Regions from separate parts of the Mus musculus genome. Here all the other regions are linked to region 3. A link is a contact called in public Hi-C data. All regions are on one chromosome and are shown on one strand. The core of a region is the stretch at or near the end of the contact, and the rest is flanking DNA. Distances in the headings are between cores, read along the strand shown. Region 1 overlaps Nrp2 (neuropilin 2). Region 2 overlaps Pard3b (par-3 family cell polarity regulator beta). Region 3 overlaps Pard3b (par-3 family cell polarity regulator beta).

What was found. Hi-C and Micro-C count contacts between places; a contact is called where the count stands out from the background.
Region 1: a contact with region 3 is called in a Hi-C map of the N1E-115 cell line, with 12 times the contacts expected there. The contact joins two enhancer-like sites. A contact is called at or near these places in 3 of 484 Hi-C or Micro-C datasets (the G1E-ER4 cell line, the N1E-115 cell line and myocytes) and 2 of 115 datasets of contacts at active chromatin or transcription factors (both in embryonic stem cells).
Region 2: a contact with region 3 is called in a Hi-C map of olfactory sensory neurons, with 2.2 times the contacts expected there. The contact joins two enhancer-like sites. A contact is called at or near these places in 2 of 484 Hi-C or Micro-C datasets (bone marrow-derived macrophages and olfactory sensory neurons).

Annotation. Positions count from the first base shown.
Region 1 is chr1:62,778,753-62,782,020 of GRCm38.p6, forward strand. All of the region lies in intron 12 of Nrp2 (neuropilin 2), which reads left to right. Among named protein-coding and RNA genes, the nearest start is that of 4930487H11Rik, 14 kb to the right of the region's middle. Within about 2 kb of position 1,524, at least 18 of the 459 cell types and tissues checked have an H3K27ac peak or open chromatin away from gene starts, as enhancers often do. A contact at or near this core is called in the N1E-115 cell line, where this site is marked.
Region 2 is chr1:62,058,204-62,061,253 of GRCm38.p6, forward strand. The region is part of intron 3 of Pard3b (par-3 family cell polarity regulator beta); the gene reads left to right. Among named protein-coding and RNA genes, the nearest start is that of Pard3bos2, 76 kb to the right of the region's middle. Within about 2 kb of position 1,523, at least 1 of the 459 cell types and tissues checked has an H3K27ac peak or open chromatin away from gene starts, as enhancers often do. A contact at or near this core is called in olfactory sensory neurons, where this site is marked.
Region 3 is chr1:62,403,443-62,406,655 of GRCm38.p6, forward strand. The region is part of intron 18 of Pard3b (par-3 family cell polarity regulator beta); the gene reads left to right. Among named protein-coding and RNA genes, the nearest start is that of Gm34881, 120 kb to the right of the region's middle. Within about 2 kb of position 1,824, at least 5 of the 459 cell types and tissues checked have an H3K27ac peak or open chromatin away from gene starts, as enhancers often do. A contact at or near this core is called in the N1E-115 cell line and olfactory sensory neurons, where this site is marked.

The DNA.
Region 1 (3,268 bases), core at 274-2,773, 380 kb after region 3:
TTCTTTTTCCCACCTACTTGTAGGGGTACAGTACAGGTGGGTTTGTAGACCTGTGGTTTTACTTCCGTCCTGGGGTCATCAGGCTTGTGAGACAAACCTTTTATACACTTAGCCATCTCCCCAGCCCCCTGGACTCCTTAACGCCTTATGAGTAAAATGCTTCTAAGTCATAGAACGGAAATGAGCTGTGTCCCATCAGGGATAGATGGAGCACGTGTGTCCACACGACAGCAGGAAGGTGTTAAACTGAATGTGAGATGTTCTTGACAGCTGGGGATGTGTCCTGGAGAACACATTGCCAGTGTGGCCTGTGGAGCCCCTTTCTGAAGGGAAGGGTGGGTGGCATGGAGTCAGGATGTTTCCACATACTTCCTCTGGCCAGTGCTAGTAGTCACATGGGTTCCCACTCACGATCCAAGACACTATCTCATTTTATTTCATCCTCTGAAGATTGGCACAGAAGACCTGTGCCAATGGGAGGGGCACATGATGGACAGCTGGGAACTGGCTGGTTTCTAAGGGAAAGCATCTTATTTCAAAGAATGTCAATGTCAATACCACCACACCCCCAGGATGAATCCTGCTTCTTTTTGTATCTTGCACTGGGTTCCCAGGTTTATGGTGGTCTTTAGTCTATGGAAGGCAGTGTGTGGCATGGCATCAGTAGCTTGACTGAGCTCTTGCTATATCCCTGTTCCCATGCAAAGTGCTCTACAGGGCTTAGCCTTACAACCTCATGCAGTAATACCATTATTATACCCAGTATACAGATGGAAAGACTAAGGCTTTCCAAGACTTAGAGCCTCCAGCCAGGATTCCACCACAGGTGACAAGGAGCCAGCAAGTTTACTCAGTCCCATCTGTGTCCAGAGCCTACTTCCATCACTCGGTAGCAGTGGACCTGGAAGCATGACCTCATATCTCTGAGCTTCAGAGGGAAAATGGGCTTGATGCGGATGGGGGCACATAGCTAATTCCAGCACTGGAGAGCATCGGGCAGGACGATCATGAGTTCAGGGCCAACCTGAGCTACTTAGCAGGGTGGAAGGGGAAAGAGAGATAGAGACAGAGAGAGAGACAGAGAGGATGAGGGAAAGAGAAAGGTGATATTCCTGGGTGCACAGGGATGGGTACGAACCACAGCTAAGGGTAAAGCCGTGGTGTGGTGTCTGTCATCTGTATCTGCTCAGTTTGATCATCCTTATCCTCTGCTTTTTTGGTTCCCTTCCTTGTGCATTTCCAGGTCTGTTTTTCCTTCGCGGTTCCTGGTTCTAATCAGGCCTCTGTCATGACAGGCAGCGATGTTTTGCAGCTCTGGCATCTCTCTGACTGATGTCCCTGCTAATTCCTTAAATTTACATATCATCTTTCTTCCCTGGAGTTCATAGCACTTAACAGACAAGTGGGGCACAAATGATTTAACTGAGTGAAATCCAGAGGCCTGCTTGTCTGGAGACTCTGCAAACCCGTGGATTAGCTCAGATGTCAGCGCTGAATTATGATCCTTCAGCTGCTCGTGCTTAGCACGCCACCAGCATTAACTCGATTCCTGCCGCGGCCCTGTAAATCATGCATAGTGATTACCAGCCTACTGTGAGAGAAGGGAGGAGAGAAGAAAGGAGAAAGACGCAGGCTCTGGAGACTGCACCAGTTGTCTGGGGACCCTTTGGCCTGGTTGAATTCTAATGACAGGGTCGGGAGATAAGATAGACCCAGATGAAAATCCTTGCAGCCCGCCATCTCACACCCCAGACACATTTGGCTTTCCCGGTTGTAACCGTTCTGCTATGACTCCTTTGCTTAAGAATGCAAATTCACACAAGTGACAGAATTTCCGCCAAGCAATTCTCAGGCAGCAAGTGGGTCTTATTTGTGAAGCTGTGAAGGGAGAAAGCTGAATAAGAAACTTCTCGATTCTGCTTTCCTTTATAGATGGGGTGGAAAGGGTAAGGGCTTGGAAGTTCCAGGAGCGCAGGGGATCAGGGGGACCCTCACTGGTGTCTCAGTCTACTGGGAGCCTCCACAGGTGACCCCAATATTAGCTTACCTCATCTTTAAAAGGGGCCTGCTGGCTCAGGAAAACAGTCGGTGGCAAAGGGATTGTGTGAACTGAAGACTTGGCAGAGGCTAGCAGATTCTCTCTTCTCATTATATACCATTCCTTCTCATCTGTGTGTTTGCCATTCATTCATTTATTCATTCATGGGATAAGATTTCTCAGGGTAGTGTGATATGCACGGACTAAGGAGAGGAGAAAGATGCGATATTCAACCTTCTGTGTGCAAGACAATCTGTGATAGGCGATTGAAGATGGCTCACCGGGTAGAGGTGCTTGCCACCAAACTTGATCTGGGACCCACATGGTGGAAAGAAAAAACCCAACTTCTACAAACAATCCTCTGGCCTCCTCATGTGCATTGTGGCACACTCTTGTGCACAGCACGTGCACACATGTGAGCATACACACGCATGTTAAATAAATAAGTACTTTTTTAAAAATCTGAGATATAGGAAAGACACATGACCCTGTTAAGGGTGACAGGTAGTGGGTAGTCACTATGGAAAAGTCTAAACTCCTTTTAAAGGTAAGCAAGATCAGGAAGGAGGGGGTGACTATTGCCCGTGCCAGAATGGTTAGAAGTTGGCAGCAGAGCCAGGCTAGGTGGAAAAAAGGAAGAGCAAGGGGCTTCAGGGTCAGTGAGGCTGTGAGGCAGTAGGCTCAGGGGGGAGAGGGTTTGCCTCGGACAGGGAGGGGTTGCAAGGATTTGGGGCAAGATGCTTTTGGGCAACTCAAGAGTTTACTGTAGGAAGGTGTGGGATCCCTCATTTAAGTTTGGGGTCTCCCTACCTCTGAACCAGCATTTCCTCCTTGGACAAGACACTTAAACCTTTCTTGGTTTCTCCATCAAGTGCAAAGTAAAATTAGGAAGTCTTAGCTCACAGGTATAGACCAAGGACGAGGTGATATCTTGCGTACCAGTGTGCTTTGTAATCTGAAAGGCATTATGCAAATCTGAGTTGTAATTATTATCATTAATAGTGATAGCAGGAAGATCGGATGTGGAAACAGAAGGCTGGAAGATCACCCTATGTCTGGTGATGCTATCAGCATCCCCTCCTCGTCAGACCCCATCATTAAAGCTCTGTTCTCGAGGCAGCCTCCCCTTCCTTATCTCTGCCTTGAACAAGCTGCTGGTGGAGGCTCTGTGGTAGGCTTAGCCCCTCACCTAACAAGATAATGCCAACAGGTTTGATAGCAATGAATCTG
Region 2 (3,050 bases), core at 273-2,772, 350 kb before region 3:
ACCAGGCCCTATTATGTGCTAGGACAATACCCTACCAAGTAGTCTATATCCCCATCCTGAAATTCTGTATCCCCATTATCAGTAACTAAACAAGCATAGTCACTATTAGTAGTTATATATGATATAATAGCACTAAGCTAAAGCAATTGAGTAAGAAAAAGAAATAAATAGTTTCTAAATTAGAAAATAATAAATCTCGTGACTGGGCGTGGTAACGCACACCTTTAGTCCCAGCATTCGGGAGGCAGAGGCAGGTGAATTTCTGAGTTCGAGGCCAGCCTGGTCTACAAAGTGAGTTCCAGGACAGCCAGGGCTATACAGAGAAATCTTGTCTCGAAAAAACCAAATAATAATAATAATAATAATAATAATAATAATAATAATAATAAATCTCTGTTCTCTGTTCATAAAGAACATACCTTTTTATGTAGAAAACCTTAAGTAGTCTACCAATAAACTTGTGAGAATGATAAACTCAATAACGTTTCAAGACATAAAATCACTTCTGTTTATGTGCATTAAAATGAAAAGGTAATCAAGAAAACGTATCTACTTTCAGTGGTTCCAGAAAGAATAAAATATCAATAAAACACATAGAACTTTGGGACATAGGAAAGAGAGTTGATTCTGCTGTATTAGAGATATTCAAAATAAAAGATTTGAAGCAGGAACCTGTTAAAATCAGATTTATATATCTGTTTCCACCTGTGTGGTTAATGTGTTATCAAGTGAGAGTACTCACTTTGTTGATATAGTTCACTCATTGTCTTGTTCCCTTAGTATAATACATTCACAAATATTTATGTACATGGTTGTCTTGTTTTTGCTGTGATAAAGCCTGGACCAATTTTGTTTGTGATATCAGAACCTTTTTCTGCTGTCCATCAATCATCACCCACCATACTTTCTTTAACTTCAACATATAAATAACCTCTCCATCTCTGAGGCATCTTGTTACCTGGTACCTATCACCATCTTTTTCTTGACTTGTCTTGTAAACCTCTTTTTATCCTAAAGATGAAGGTTTTCTAATGTAGTCTTACATCTTATTTGGGTAAACTTCTTTTGGCTCCTATGTCAATCCCTTGAACATAGTGGATAGATGGATGGAAGGATTAATAAATGGATGGATGGATGGATGGATGGATGGATGGATGGATGGATGGATGGATACATGTAAATACTTACAATGATCAAGTGACTTGTAGAGTCACCTCAAACTTCTTTAGCTATAGTTTTTCTTGCACTTACAGAATTTTCAGTGACTTCATAGATATCTCTAGTGACATCATCTTACATATTATCTCTCTCCTTGGAACCTTTGAAGGTCAAATACTGTCATAGTAATCTTTGTTTTCCCAGTAATTAACAAATTTCTTAGCACTTAGCAGATTTCCAGTAAATGCCTAGGGAAAATAAATGTTAATCAGGACATAAATCTCCAAACTCAGAAAGGCTGTGGAGGGTTATTGGACTGAATCTTGGACTAGATATATTTCCTTAAGGAGTTGATGATCCCTAGAGACTTCCTACCCAGTTTCCTGTTGCAAATCGGCTGTAGTGAGTTCTCCAGGGAAGCAGCATCAGAGCTTCTCTTTTCTTTCTATTCTGTCATCTTTCCTGTATCATACATACATTAGAATGCTAACCCTCTTAGTTTATGTTCAAGACTCACAAATGGGTTGTGACTCAATTTTGAGAAACCTGCTATTAGGAAGAAGAGATTTCACTGCAGTAAATTGCAAAGAAAACAGTCTAGACTCTCCCTTGGACTCTGGGACAGTAGTTATGTGTTATATGCACAATAAAAAAGTCACAGTGACTAGGTGGTATCTAAATGTAAAAAACTATCAGACAGATGCAGTCATCAGATTACTTAGCAAGGCTGTTTTGCAACGTAGAATTGAGTTCTCTGCTGTAAAGATGTTGGAGGAAAGTACACTAGTCTTCCACCTTATTGATATATAACACTGCAAATATTTTAAGCAGTTGTGTTGTGTTTCTTCTAAAATGAAACTGTGGGCCCAGTGAGATACAAGGATCCTTACATTTTCTTTGCCAATATGTTGACATAAATATTGCTGTTAAGCATGCACAAATAGCAGAACTATTTCAGTCTTTTTATCTCTTTAAAACTAATTTAAATCTGAGCATTAAAAAGACTGCTTGATACCATATGTTTGTTTTAGATAGGAAATGAAATCTATTCTAAACATAAGGGCTTATGAAATCTGTATTCTAAACATAAGAGCTTATAAAATTAGAATATAGGATTACAAGCCATAGCAAATTGTTTCATGGTCATTAATTCCTCACATCGTAGTATACCCTTTTCTCATGTGACTCTGTCAGTCCCTTCTGTCCTCCTGGGGGGTCTTTTATGCCCACCCTGGATAAAGTGCGTTGCTCATATGCTTTGCTGTGTAGTAAATATTTTTGTAGTATGTAAATCTAGTTTGGAATTGCTGAATTTTCTCTTTGAAGACTGTTTAAAGGCTTCTTCTGAGTGTGACCAGTAGCTATGGAAGAGGGGCATCGGAAAACTTGGTAAAAATATGAAACTTTAAGAACACATAGATTTCCACAAGCTAAAATGATACCCTCTATATGACCCACTTCATTGTTTACATGAAAATAAACTGTAGAGCATTGTTACTGGTATGGCTACTCATCTGCTTTTTTTATTTGGAGAGCTGTGTGCCATCCCTGTGGTGTGTGTGTATGTGTGTGTGTGTGTGTGTGTGTGTGTGTACTTCCACATGCACATATGCACATTGATATCTAGAATGGGACAAGTACCATGGGAAGACAATTCCAGTAGCATCCAGTGTTTCCTATAGAGCTCATAAGGACACCTCCTCCTTTCCTCTTATGGTCTTTTTTGAAAGCAGAACTGCATGTTGGGTTTTTTTCTGTGCCAACACGACCTGAAGGATGTGATTGTGCTCCTTAGTTTCAAATTAAAGGACATCTCAGAAACCATTTGACAAGTACAAAAGCTGTCTGATGTAGATACTGGACTCTTGTCAGCACCTTCAATTTGATGCTTG
Region 3 (3,213 bases), core at 574-3,073:
TTGATCCTTAAGATAACATTTTCAGATGGTTATGTTTTCAGCAGCAGAGTCGATTTCCAAAGATTCTTGTTAGAAACATACTGGCAACAATGAGAAAAAGTCACTGATGAGTCCGATATTTTATATCAATTGTTTTCCTGGCTTGACACTCAAAATTGAGTCCCAGCATTAAATATAGGTATTATTATACAATCAATGTCAGAAAAAAACAATAGCCTGCTCTATTTTCATTTTTGTGTTTCCATCATACTTGCAGCTATTTATTTCTGTTGTTCAATCATAACTTACTTTGACTTCATGTTCAATAGGTTCTGCAACAAATTCACAGTTAAATAGCATTCCATGTCTCCCCTCAATCAGTCATACTACTCTAATTCAGGTAAACAGACAATGACAGAGTAAGTGGGGCAAAGAACATGCATTCTCTTCCTCTGAGAGCATCTCAAGACACAGCTCACAACTGGGGAAAAAAAAAAAAAAGCCCAGCTCTTCCCCATCTTGTTAGTTATAAATTTTATATTCTTTAAAAAAAAATGGACCACCTACAGTGATTTAAAAGTTAAAAGGTATATACACAAGTGTGGATTTCAATCATCCTGAACCATGTGACTTACGTCTTATTATTGATAGATTAAAAACAGAAACCCTTACTATTCACACGTTCACACTTGAGACTTTCAACCTTGAAGGGCTAGACACAGCCAGTCATGATTTTAAAGAGTAATCATGTTGAACAGTACATGCTTAGAGTTTATAGCTAGGCACTTTATCCCCAGACCTAAAAACTGATTTTCTGATCAGGATCCCATGTAGTTTCATCTGAAGAACCAGTACTAGAGTACCATGAGTGACCCACAGAAATTTTCTGTAATTTTTTTACTGTGAACATCACGAATTTATCTGGATCTGCATCCTACCTTTTAAAGTCCTTTACTCTGGAATCGCTCTCTTAAGGAAAATGCCAGAGAGAGTTATACAACATACAATGTTCAGGATGTTGGTACCAAGGCACATTCTGAATAGAATTTACGTGTTTTCTGCTCAGAAGGAATATGCATGGTCTGGGATCTTACTAAGGGGCATTCAGTGCACACGGATGTGTCTTACATGCTCTCTGTTAAGGGAAAAGGAAAGGGTTCAGGATCAACTTAGCATCCCAACTACTTCTTTTCTCCTGGTTGATAATAATAAGATTCCAGAAACAAAAGTTGATGAATGGAGCCCCTCTTCTTGGTCTTGAAGCCAGTGCTGGCTCTTCATACTTCATGATGGTGACACCTAGGTAGTGGTGCTGACCAGCACCTGGTCTTTTTTCTATATGCTAGCTTGGCTAGTAAATGCATGCTCTCCAAGTGATCTAATAAATATAACAGAACCATCTCTTTCCTTTAAATTGTCTCAGTACCTGCGAGTTCCATTTTTGCTCTTAGCTTATCAAAGTGCCCAACTTCATTATTAGCTCATACTAGCTAGCTTTATGTGGCACGAATTCTGTTAGATTGGTAAGAAGAGTTATTACAGAGTTTTGACACTGAAGAAGTGAAGAACATGGGAACTAATGGCTCCCTGCTATTACAGAGCACAGAAAGAAAATCCAGTTCTCTGAACCTGAACCTTCCCACTTCACCTCTGCACCGCATTCCTGATGATGGAGCTATTCTCTTAGAAAATGCTAATTCCCAAATCCTGGCCTGCCTAGATTGCCTGTCCACGAAGTGGATGTCGGATCCAATGTGAACACTGGAGCATTTGTACCCCTCCCTAAAGCTGTGATGCCTCAGTTCCCCCAGGGATATACTCGTGGCAGCAGAGCACTTCAGGAAGGGTACGGTTACAATGCTGTGTTCTCTGCCAGCTCAGGCACAGGAAGCCAGCAGCAGCTAACAACGTAACATTCATTATGCTATGAGATTATCTTAAATCCAGATGGGGCCGCAGAGACTGGCAACCAGGAAAAAATAACAGAATCAAAAAGCTATCAAACTTCCAGAACACGAGACTGTCCCCAGATCCAACAACTCCAGTGGGATATCTGGATAGGAAGATGAGGCTATGGGAGGGTGTGGAGTAGAGAAGAGAGGGTCTTTCCAATTCATTTCACAGATTTCCTTAAACTGATCTCCAGTTCACAAGCTCTTCCAAAAAATAAATAAATAAAAGATTTTATATGACAACAACAAAGGAAACATAGCAAATTTAGAAATTTAGCACAGTGCCTGACACTGTAAATCTGCAGAAAATTTTAGCTAAAATATCTATTTGCAAGAAGTAAGGCAGAGTGATGCATTTGACTAAGACCAGGCACTGAAATTAGATTTCACCCTTGGAGAAGCATACATGCTAAAGCTGAGAAGCAAAATTCCTTTTTCCTAAGGAGTCTTTTCCTTTCCCCTCTGCTGTCTGTGGTGTAAACACAGGGTAGACGCCAGGGACGCACAGTAGCCTCAAGAAAACCAGCCATAGCAGCATCACAAGGGAAGAAAATATACTTTCAATTTGACCTTCGAATATAGTCCAGGACTCCCAACACTGGTAGACCTTCACTACTAAATCAACTACACTTCAGTCTACACACCACGACTCTGAAATCCCAGAACTTGGTGATTTCCGGTATAAACTTCCTTGAGAACAGTTCACTCTCAGGATCTCCTCCTCGAATCCCTTTTTTTGTTGGGCATGACGTAAATAAGAGACCTGGCATTCCCCAGTGTGCTGTTTTCTTTGTCCCCTATTGGAGCTCAGAAATGACATCTGAGTCCTCCTCATTGCTGGTGACAAACAGCATTTGTTTTGCATTTTGATGCAGTCAGGCTCTCTCAGGTGCCTGCCTGTCAAACAAGGTTGGAGTGGGTTGGTAAATTCCCCGACTTTAATCCTCTCCATCTTTCATTTGTGTGCAAGCTTAAGGCATTAGTCCTCTCAAGATCACAAAGACTCATTTTGCTCACAGCTCTTGAATATCATATTACAAGGCAAAGTATGATTTTTATTGTCAACTGGAGGATGCTTGACTGAAGAGCAGTGATGCCTCAAGAGGGGCCTCAAATTCCCTCCACACTTAACACTGGTAACAAACACACTTGACAGCTAGGTAAGAATGTCAAGTGGCTGTGGCTACAACGACCAAGGTTGCAATTAGTATAATTACAATGCCTACTGACATAGAGTAATTTTGTAAGAAGGATGAAGGATGCTCACACCAGTCATAGTTTG